Linked DNA regions of Mus musculus: regions 1 and 3 are each linked to region 2. A link is a contact called in public HiChIP or PLAC-seq and Micro-C data. All regions are on one chromosome and are shown on one strand. The core of a region is the stretch at or near the end of the contact, and the rest is flanking DNA. Distances in the headings are between cores, read along the strand shown.

The links. Hi-C and Micro-C count contacts between places; a contact is called where the count stands out from the background. HiChIP or PLAC-seq counts read pairs in DNA pulled down with a chosen protein or histone mark.
Region 1: a Micro-C map of embryonic fibroblasts shows a contact between it and region 2, with 8 times the contacts expected there. The contact joins two enhancer-like sites. A contact is called at or near these places in 1 of 484 Hi-C or Micro-C datasets (embryonic fibroblasts) and 1 of 9 other capture datasets (embryonic stem cells).
Region 3: an H3K27ac HiChIP or PLAC-seq map of embryonic fibroblasts shows a contact between it and region 2, with 4 times the contacts expected there. The contact joins two enhancer-like sites. A contact is called at or near these places in 3 of 39 promoter capture datasets (cranial neural crest, frontonasal cranial neural crest and neural stem cells), 1 of 15 datasets of contacts at CTCF or cohesin (the NIH/3T3 cell line) and 1 of 115 datasets of contacts at active chromatin or transcription factors (embryonic fibroblasts).

What each region holds. Positions count from the first base shown.
Region 1 is chr10:23,119,056-23,121,817 of GRCm38.p6, reverse strand. The region is part of intron 13 of Eya4 (EYA transcriptional coactivator and phosphatase 4); the gene reads left to right. Among named protein-coding and RNA genes, the nearest start is that of Gm24655, 47 kb to the left of the region's middle. Within about 2 kb of position 1,372, at least 7 of the 459 cell types and tissues checked have an H3K27ac peak or open chromatin away from gene starts, as enhancers often do. A contact at or near this core is called in embryonic fibroblasts, where this site is marked.
Region 2 is chr10:23,556,398-23,559,250 of GRCm38.p6, reverse strand. No RefSeq gene overlaps it. Among named protein-coding and RNA genes, the nearest start is that of Gm47843, 17 kb to the left of the region's middle. Within about 2 kb of position 1,255, at least 34 of the 459 cell types and tissues checked have an H3K27ac peak or open chromatin away from gene starts, as enhancers often do. A contact at or near this core is called in embryonic fibroblasts, where this site is marked.
Region 3 is chr10:23,175,539-23,178,667 of GRCm38.p6, reverse strand. All of the region lies in intron 3 of Eya4 (EYA transcriptional coactivator and phosphatase 4), which reads left to right. Among named protein-coding and RNA genes, the nearest start is that of Gm24655, 10 kb to the right of the region's middle. Within about 2 kb of position 1,812, at least 35 of the 459 cell types and tissues checked have an H3K27ac peak or open chromatin away from gene starts, as enhancers often do. A contact at or near this core is called in embryonic fibroblasts, where this site is marked.

The DNA of each region.
Region 1 (2,762 bases), core at 123-2,622, 440 kb after region 2:
GTTACTAAAAGAAACGAGAAGTTTTATATGGGTTTGTCCCAGGTTTATGATGTCTACCTCATGTGACTTCTTTTTTTTACTAGAAGCACATGGAGTGTGTTCTGAACTTTTAGCTTTTTGGTGGCATCTTATAAATAAGGTGGAACAGGGAAAACTAGGACCATGAACTCCTCAGACCCACTATGAAAGGAGAGAGCAGACCTGAGAGAGTTCTCTTCTTCTCTTCTGACTCCATATAGGCACTATTGCATACATGCCACCCCCAGGAGTGCACACACACACACACACACAAACACACTAACAATAAATAAAATCAGCTTTTACCAGAACATTAAAATGAGAAGGAGAGTGTGTCTTGCCCCTAACGGGTAAATATTTTACATACTTAAAGTACCACAGCCTATATAAAAAGCTGTGGCTATATACAGTGCTTTAAGATTTTTCATCTTATGGTAGATCTTATGCTAAAAGCACTTCATATATACTGGTTGGTATCACTGACAGGAACACTAAACAGAAAATATTGGCATTTGGGGGGTCTTAGACGTCACGGGATCATTATTTGACTTACACCCCATAGTTCAGCTGTTCAGATGTATTCCATTTGATCAGTAAAAGATAAATCTAATCAAGTGAGTGTCATATGCACACACAATAGGCATGCAAGCAATGGACTGCACACACAGTCTGCATGTGTGCTCGCACAGGTAGATGAGCCCAGGAATACAAAAGTATATTTCCAAGTGGCATGGACAAGCAGTGGATTAATGAGATGCACACAGTAACTTTCAAGTCCCTTTGGTTACTTACCTCAATGCCTCCTGTCCTGGGTGCCTAACTTTAAACATCATATTTGTTCCAATACCCCTTTTGCCAGCCAGCTTCTTACAAAGGCTCCATAACAGGAATTGAGCTAAGCCTGCTTCTGCTGACATACAGAATTGCTCAAAACAGTCCGTATACCATTAGCTTATTGTGAGCATTGTTTCTCTTGTATATTTAATCTCTCAGGGTCTTTTGTGAGAATTCACATGTCTATTTGAAACATTAAAAACTTCAGTCCACGATACACCATGGGCACTGGCAGCTGTTCCTCTCAAACATCCTTAAAACTTGCAAATCTGAATCTGAGCACTCAACACTTCATTCCATTCCACCCACCCCCACCCCCGGCAAGAGAATGCTCTCTGTTCAAAAAAATGTTATTTCAGTTAGAATAACTTCCAGAGGAGAAAGCACCAGGGAGTTGGGGTTCACAAATGTGAGAGAAGAGTGTTCTGACTTATACCTGGAATAGATGAGGGACAACTTTGTGGTTCCCTTGTAAGACAAATTTAAAGCATTTATGATTAACACCAGAATTATTTTAAGAATTTGAGGTCTTTGCTAAGCTGTGTTCAAAACCAAAGCCCTTGAATGTTTTTGGAGCATGTGAGGTTTAGGTTAAAATGACTCCTGCATGGTTTCCACAATGAAAACTAGTTGATGAACAATTATTTATCTTTCCATATATATATAATTGAAGTTCAAGTTTCTTTCACTGGACTGTAATCCCTGGGCAACTGTCCAGAGTCAACACACAGCATTACTAAGCATAAATATAAAGAGAAGATAGATTTGGAAGACCCTCAAACCTAACTTCAAGTACAGAGTGCACGGTCCATGAGTCTGATAAGCTGTTGTCCTCTGGAGTAAAAAATGAATTTGGGGGCAAGTTATGTATAAATTAAACATGTGGGCTAATACTTGAAATGTCAGGAGAGCTTTTTAAAAAATTAGAATGGAGAAATACTGTTTTAGAAAAATAGCTTCTGGTGGTTAGAGGCGCTCACAAAAATCCCCCTCACCATTTTGGGGGTTTTATAGAATAAGCATATTATGTTAAGAGATGGAGGTTATTTACATAAGGAACGCTTTCAGAAGTTCAGCAAAGTGAGAAGCTGCAGGTACTAATTTCTCTCTAAACGCCTCCCAAGAATATCACCATGTCTGAGCTGGAAAGATGGCTTAGTGGCTAAAATCACTGGCTGCTCTTCCAGAGGACCTAGGTCCAGTTCCTAATACCCAGACGGCTGCTCACAGCTCTCTGCAACTCCAGTCCCATGGCAACCAACCCTCTTCTGGACTCAACGGGTACCAGATACATGCACAGTACACAGATATACATGAAGGCCAAACACCTATACATGTTAACACTTGTTTAAAGAATATTACCATGTCTGAAGACACTTAGGTTGTGAGAGCTCCTTAAGTGCCTCCATATTCTGGAGGAAAATGGGGTTTCCAGCTTCCATGCTAACTGCTTAGTCAGGTTAAAGCCCCGGGGTGGCAGCTTGAAACGCTTGCATCTGAAAGGCTGATTTTTGGAGGTGCAATGCCTCCTGTTTCAGGGTAGCCCTCATCCCTCTCAACTGTGGGATACCAAGATAGCTCAGGCGGCCTCATCTCCTATTCTGTTCTTTTTCTTCTTTCTCTACTGATGACACACACACTTTCCACAAGCCTCGCCATCTAGGGTATTAATTTATGTCACTATAACGTTGTGTTAGGAACTCGAAATGACTGAGAAACTCTGCCAAGTACTATCACTGCCTAGACTTCTGCAATGTGGTCAAGAAGCAAGTCTGTTGCTTTTGATTCAGGTTTTTATTTTATTGGTTTATACTCACTGAACGTGATAGAGTTACATGAGGACATTTTCTTTTTCCTTCCTTCTTCCTTCCGTCTTCCTTACTTTTTCCTTCCTTCCTTCCTTCCTTCCT
Region 2 (2,853 bases), core at 6-2,505:
AAGACTTAAGTGAGATTATCTTGTATATTCATTCCACGTGAGATTTGACTTAACTTTCCCTCCCCAGAACTTATTTAGACATTATAAAATTTCTGATTATCAATGGGCTCCTCAGCTCAAAAGGAGAACATGGTCTTGTTTAGTTGATATGTTCAGCACACTTTACGTCTGTGTTGCCCAGGAAGGGCTTGGGGTCAGTCTGAATTGGGATGTTCTGTATGCCATCATTCCTGGATTTTTACACTGATGATAGTGATCTGAGCTCAGACCCTTGGTGGGGAGCACTTTAAAGACTGAGCCGTTTCCTCAATCCCAATGAAATTTTCTTAGTTCTTGAAAGTGTATGGTCAAGCAGATAAAATTTTCTCTGTTTTTCCATGCACAGAACAGGCATCACATCACTGTACACATTCCACTGTCATCATAAGTGAAACCGCATGTCAGCTACACGATGCACAGTGTAGTTGCCATATGAGTGTACCTTTTGTTGTTGTTGTTGAAAAGGTGGAGAGACAGATCGCAGTAATCAATAAATTTGTCTGGAAAACTCAAGGAAGCCAAGGTAAACAAGGAACCAAATTAATAAAAAGGAAAAGGGTGCTCCATATTGATCATCCCTTTGAATATGTTCATCCTAAAAATTGAAGAAGCCATAGAGATGAATACAGATGAGATCTAAGACCTTATGAGGCCACACTCTCTATCTATCCTTTATCATCCTAGGGCAGTAGAACAATATCAAGTGTCTATTAAGAGTTTAAGTTTTTAGTGAAATCAACTGAATAACACATAAATAAATTTAACTTATAAAAATGACGTCTAGAGATATTATTTGTATTTAATAAAGAAAAGGAATAAAGAAAGATTAGGAACCAGAATGCGAACCAACCCCTGAAGTGTCTCTAGATATTTGTGGCTATTGTATATTTAATTTAATCTAATCCATTTTGGTTTAGAAAGAGGAGAAAAGTCTCTTTGCTTTCTGAAATTCATATATTTCCCTCACCAGAACTTCTGTGCATCACCAGTTCATGCAAAATTTATCAAGAATATGACTTAACATGGAGGTTCCTCTGTCATTCCTAACTCAGATCTGCCAGAAAATGTTCAATGCAAGAGTGTGCTGCCAAAAGAGAAGTGTCTTTTGAATGATTGCCACAGCTGACGTAAACATTCAAGGACTGCTGTGTAATAGCCCATTTATCATACATTAACCACAAAACCCATGTCCAAATAACTCTAGGCTTCTTGCTTGAAACCACAAAATGTGGGGCAGCCAGACACTGGGAGAACTTCCATCCTAGCATTCCACAGCCTCCGTGTGAGGCTTGAGCTTCAGATTTTCAGCTCCTAAGAGTGGACATATTGAAAGTCTCCAGACTTGAAGGATCATCCACGATACCAGTATCCATTGTCTCTGAATTTGTAAATTGACTTTAGATTAAAATTCAAGTTATGATCATGAGTTAAGACATAAAATGAATCAACATGCAGATTACTAGGAATGTATGCCAGGACTGACAATAGTTTATGAAAGTGGTTTGTGTCATTTCATTTCCTCTTTTATTTTGGTAAATGCCAATTTGAAAAGGAGGAGAAAGAATGTGAGTCCAAATTTCCATGCTTCTGAGGTATATGTGGGTTGGTAAGATTGAGGGTCATGGCTGCTCCAGTTGGGATGGCCTGTATGATCTGGTATGATCTGCATGTGTTAGTCTGTTTCCTTTATGACCCAAACTGCAAGCTGTATTGGAAGTCCCTGTGGGGTTGCAGCAGGAATGGAGTTAGTAGGAGCTTTTGTAAATTCCAGCATGTGGGAAAAAGGATTGGTGACTGGACTCTCAGTCACTATGTAATAATAGAAATAAAATGTGCACTTATATAATGACAATCTAGAAATAAAAATACTGCTACAGGAGTGTTTGTCTAGCAATTGTCAGTTAGACAGTTAATAATACACAGTATTAAGTTTGGAGCTAAGACAAAAGGATGGACCATCCAGAGAATGCCCCACCTGGGGGTCCATCCCATAATCAGCTACCAAACTCAGACACTATTGCATATGCCAGCCAGATTTTTCTGAAGGGACCCTGGTATACCTGTTTCCTGTGAGGCTTTGCCAGTGCCTGGCAAATACAGAAGTGGATGCTCACAGTCATCTATAGGATGGGACACAGGGCCCCCAATGTAGGAGCTAGAGAAAGTACCTAAGAGCTAAAGGGGTCTGCAACCCTATAGGTGGAACAACAATATGAATTAACCAGTACCCCCAGAACTTGTGTCTCTAGCTGCATATGTAGCAGAAGATGGCCTAGTTGGCCATCATTGGGAAGAGAGGCCCCTTGATCTTGCAAACTCTATATGCCCCAGTACAGGGGAAAGCCAGGGCCAAGAAGTGGGAGTGGGTGGGTAGGGGAGCAGGGCGGAGGGAGGGTATAGGGAACTTTCAGGATAGCATTTGAAATGTAAATGAAGAAAGTATCTAATAAAAAATTTACACAGTATTTATACTAAGGCTGATGAATAAATGATAGAAAGTTCTAGAAATAAATTTCTATCATCTCCTGGCCCATTACTTGTTTTCCTTCCTCCTTGACCCCTCTTCTACCTGCTTCTGCCCTTTACCTCTCTTCTTTCATTCTTCTCTTCCTTCCTCCTCCTTCTGTCACGTGAAAATCACCTGTTTAGAAGTGAAGGCAAGGCCAGTGACTCGCAGTGAAAAAAAAATATTTTGTGGCATAATTTAATATGATTAGAAAGAACTATTCTAATTTACCCACAGTCATTCTCAAATGCTGACTAAAGATTGAAATTTTACCACTAATATGTCTATCTTACAATCAAAAGCTTTCC
Region 3 (3,129 bases), core at 563-3,062, 380 kb after region 2:
TGTCAGGTTATGAGAGCCAGTCCTGACATGAGCTGACCAAGTTGCTTTATTAGCATGTAGAAGCATGTTATCTCCATCTCTTCTTCCATTCCTCCCTTTTTCTCTCTTCCCCTCTCTACCCCCATCTCTTTTTCTAACACACACATCCATACACATTTTGGAGAAATCTCAAGTTTTTTATGTATGTGTGTATACAAATGTATGTATGCATGCATGTATATGAATTATGCATTCAAAAACACACACATATACATGAAAATTCAACACACATTTACATCATAGAACTAACCCCATCTTTGTATTAGAAGCCAAAAAGTTCCTTCTGTTCCTAGGACTGTGCTTAGAACAGAATTAGCCAAACAGGTCACTAAACTACACTAAATCTGACCTCAAGTATCTCAGGTCAACCGATCTAATCGTTCTTTTCTATTGCTATGTTACTATGCACATGTTATCATGGCTAGATACTTCATGTCATCATAATAGTTGTGGGATGGGGCAGAGCGCACAACAGAGACAGGTTTCTGCTCTTCTGGAGCCTTCCACTCCAGTCAGATGAAAAGAATCCTCTATGTCACTTCTATTTCTCAGCTAGGGAGAATTTATTATTATGTCTTATACTAAGCAACATTATCAGCAAAGCCAATACTAACCCCATATGTTCATATGCATCCATCTAGAGGTCATACTGCAGTTTCTCTCGGTAGGCACTGTGAATTGGGAACCTAGAAACTTATTCTGTGATGTCTGTTTCATACAGAGAAAGAAAGCTCATGTGACAGGGTTGTAAAGTCTAGGAGACTTGCATTTCTTGGGTCCTGAACAGCTGATGGAGGGACTCTATAAATAAACAGGGCCATGAGTCATTACCAGGATCTACAAAGGGTGAATCATAGTGTCTGAGTTGGAATAGATTCTGCAGTACACAAATTTAAGGTTTACCCTCCCTTGGGTTTGAGGAGGACCCTTCGGACTATTCAAATCAAATTCCACCTGGGCTATAAACAAAAACTCTAAAAAAGAATCAAGAAGCTGGTTCCTACGTCTTGGGATTCTCTCATTTCTTCTTCTCAATGACCACGTCAGGCTAAGATTAAGTTCCCTTATTTAAATTGCCCAGACAGATCCTAATGTTTGAAAGCCTGATGATTCAAGGCTCCTGAAAAGGGAGTTGAAAGAGACAGCCTAGGAGGGAGGGAGGGATGCCTTGACATGCAATGTGCATGAGCAGTGTTAGAGGAGGCAAGTCCGTGTTTATATTGACATCTGCAATTTTTGAAAACAATTCTATTACATTGAACTTTCAAAGTCCCTGAAGTTAGACAATTGCAGGCATTCCAAAGCAGACACAAGAGACTACAGGAAGATACTTCAGCAGTCACGGGAATGATGACATAGTTCTGTTCGCTAAAGACTCCTTTAATTGGAGGAGGTTTAAATCCAGTAAAATAAATACGCCCTGGGAGCTGCACTGTAAAACTCCAGATAGCTGCCTTCTCATTTCCTGTGGTCCGGACTGCAACACACCAGGGCTCTATTCGCTTCATAGGCTAAGCTTTGGTTGGTTTGCAGAAGCAACACGTTTCGCTTCTTTGCTTTTTTTTTTTTTTTTTTTTTTTTTTTTTTTTTTTTTTTTTTTTTTTTTTTTGTGGTGTATGCTATGTTTTTTCATTCCTGACTGGTTTCCCTGGCTTACACATCTTGTACATGATCCAAATTGGCTCAGAGCCCCCACACTACTTTGGGACTTCAGTAATACCACTAACTAGAAGCCTCCCTCGGGGTCCTTTATTTGAACCAATCAAAATCTAGCTAGCAATTTCAGAGATATTTTTCCTGACTCTTTAAGCTTACACTACAGTCTGTCCCATCAGTGGGCTGCTAATATTCTAAACCTTAAAGTCCAAGGCAGAGACTCTGCCCTCTTGTGTCCAAAAGTCTTTGCTTGTGCTGAGAGCCAGTTAAGGTAGAAGTTCAGAGAAGTCTGAAGCAGAGATCCTCAGGCTGTCAGTGCAAGGATCCCCCACTCCATTTCAACCCTTTAATGTTCCTCAGATCATTGACCACATAAACACCAGTGTTTGCCTGGACAGTGTACACCTCTATTTAGATTTTTATCTCTAATTAAGGGAGAGTCCAGGAATTAATTTCTACTTGTTTTCTGCCAGTAGAGTTGCACAGAAGATCAACATTGTACTGGTTGGGTTTTGTGTGTCATCCTGACACAAACTAGAGTCATCACCATGCAAAGAGCCTCAGTAGAGGAAATGCCTCCATGAGATCCAGCCATAGGACATTTTCTTAGGTAGTGATCAGTGGGGGAGGGCCCATCCCATTGTGGGTGGGGCCATCCCTGGGCTGATGGCCCTGGGTTCTGTAAGACAGCAGGCTGAGCAAGCCATGGTGAGCAAGCCAGTAAGCAGCACCCTCAGTGGTCTCTACATCAGCTCCTGTCTCAAGGCCCCTACCCTGTTTGAGTTCCTGTCTTGACTTCCTCTTATGATGGATTGTGATCTGGAAATGTAAGCCAAATAAACACTTTCCTGCTCAACTTGCTTTTTGGTCATGGTGTTTCATCGCAACAATAAAACCCTAAGACAAGGCCCAGCCAGGTCTTTCCTGCTGATTCTAAAGCCAAGGTCATACATAGGCCTGCTTCTCACTAATGTGCGTTCTCTTCAACAGGAGTCAGGTTTCCCTGATTCCTCAGAATATTTACAGTTTCTTGAATATTATATAAGAAAACTCAATGAACTCTAAAGGACAGTGTTTGTTTTCCTTTGTCAGTTTTTCCCCAAACACAAGCCCTTTCTGTTACATGGCAGTTAAGTCCAGGTATCTGATCACTCAGAATCTTCTTGGGCTGAGTTGAACCATAGTTGTACAGTGAACAGCCCAACTTCCAGCTCCCTTGGCACATCGCCATCTTGATAGTTCAGTGTCTAAACTATGGGCTTATTGAGGACAGAAACACTTTTTTGGTTTTATTGACTACTGAGAAAGTCTTTGCATGTTTATCTTTGGAAAAAAAAATCACCCAGTGGATTTTACAAAATTTTTACAAAAACAAAAAAATCTTAATTGAGATTGGTATGAATTAAAGAGGAGTCCCCCTTAAGTTTCTAGAGA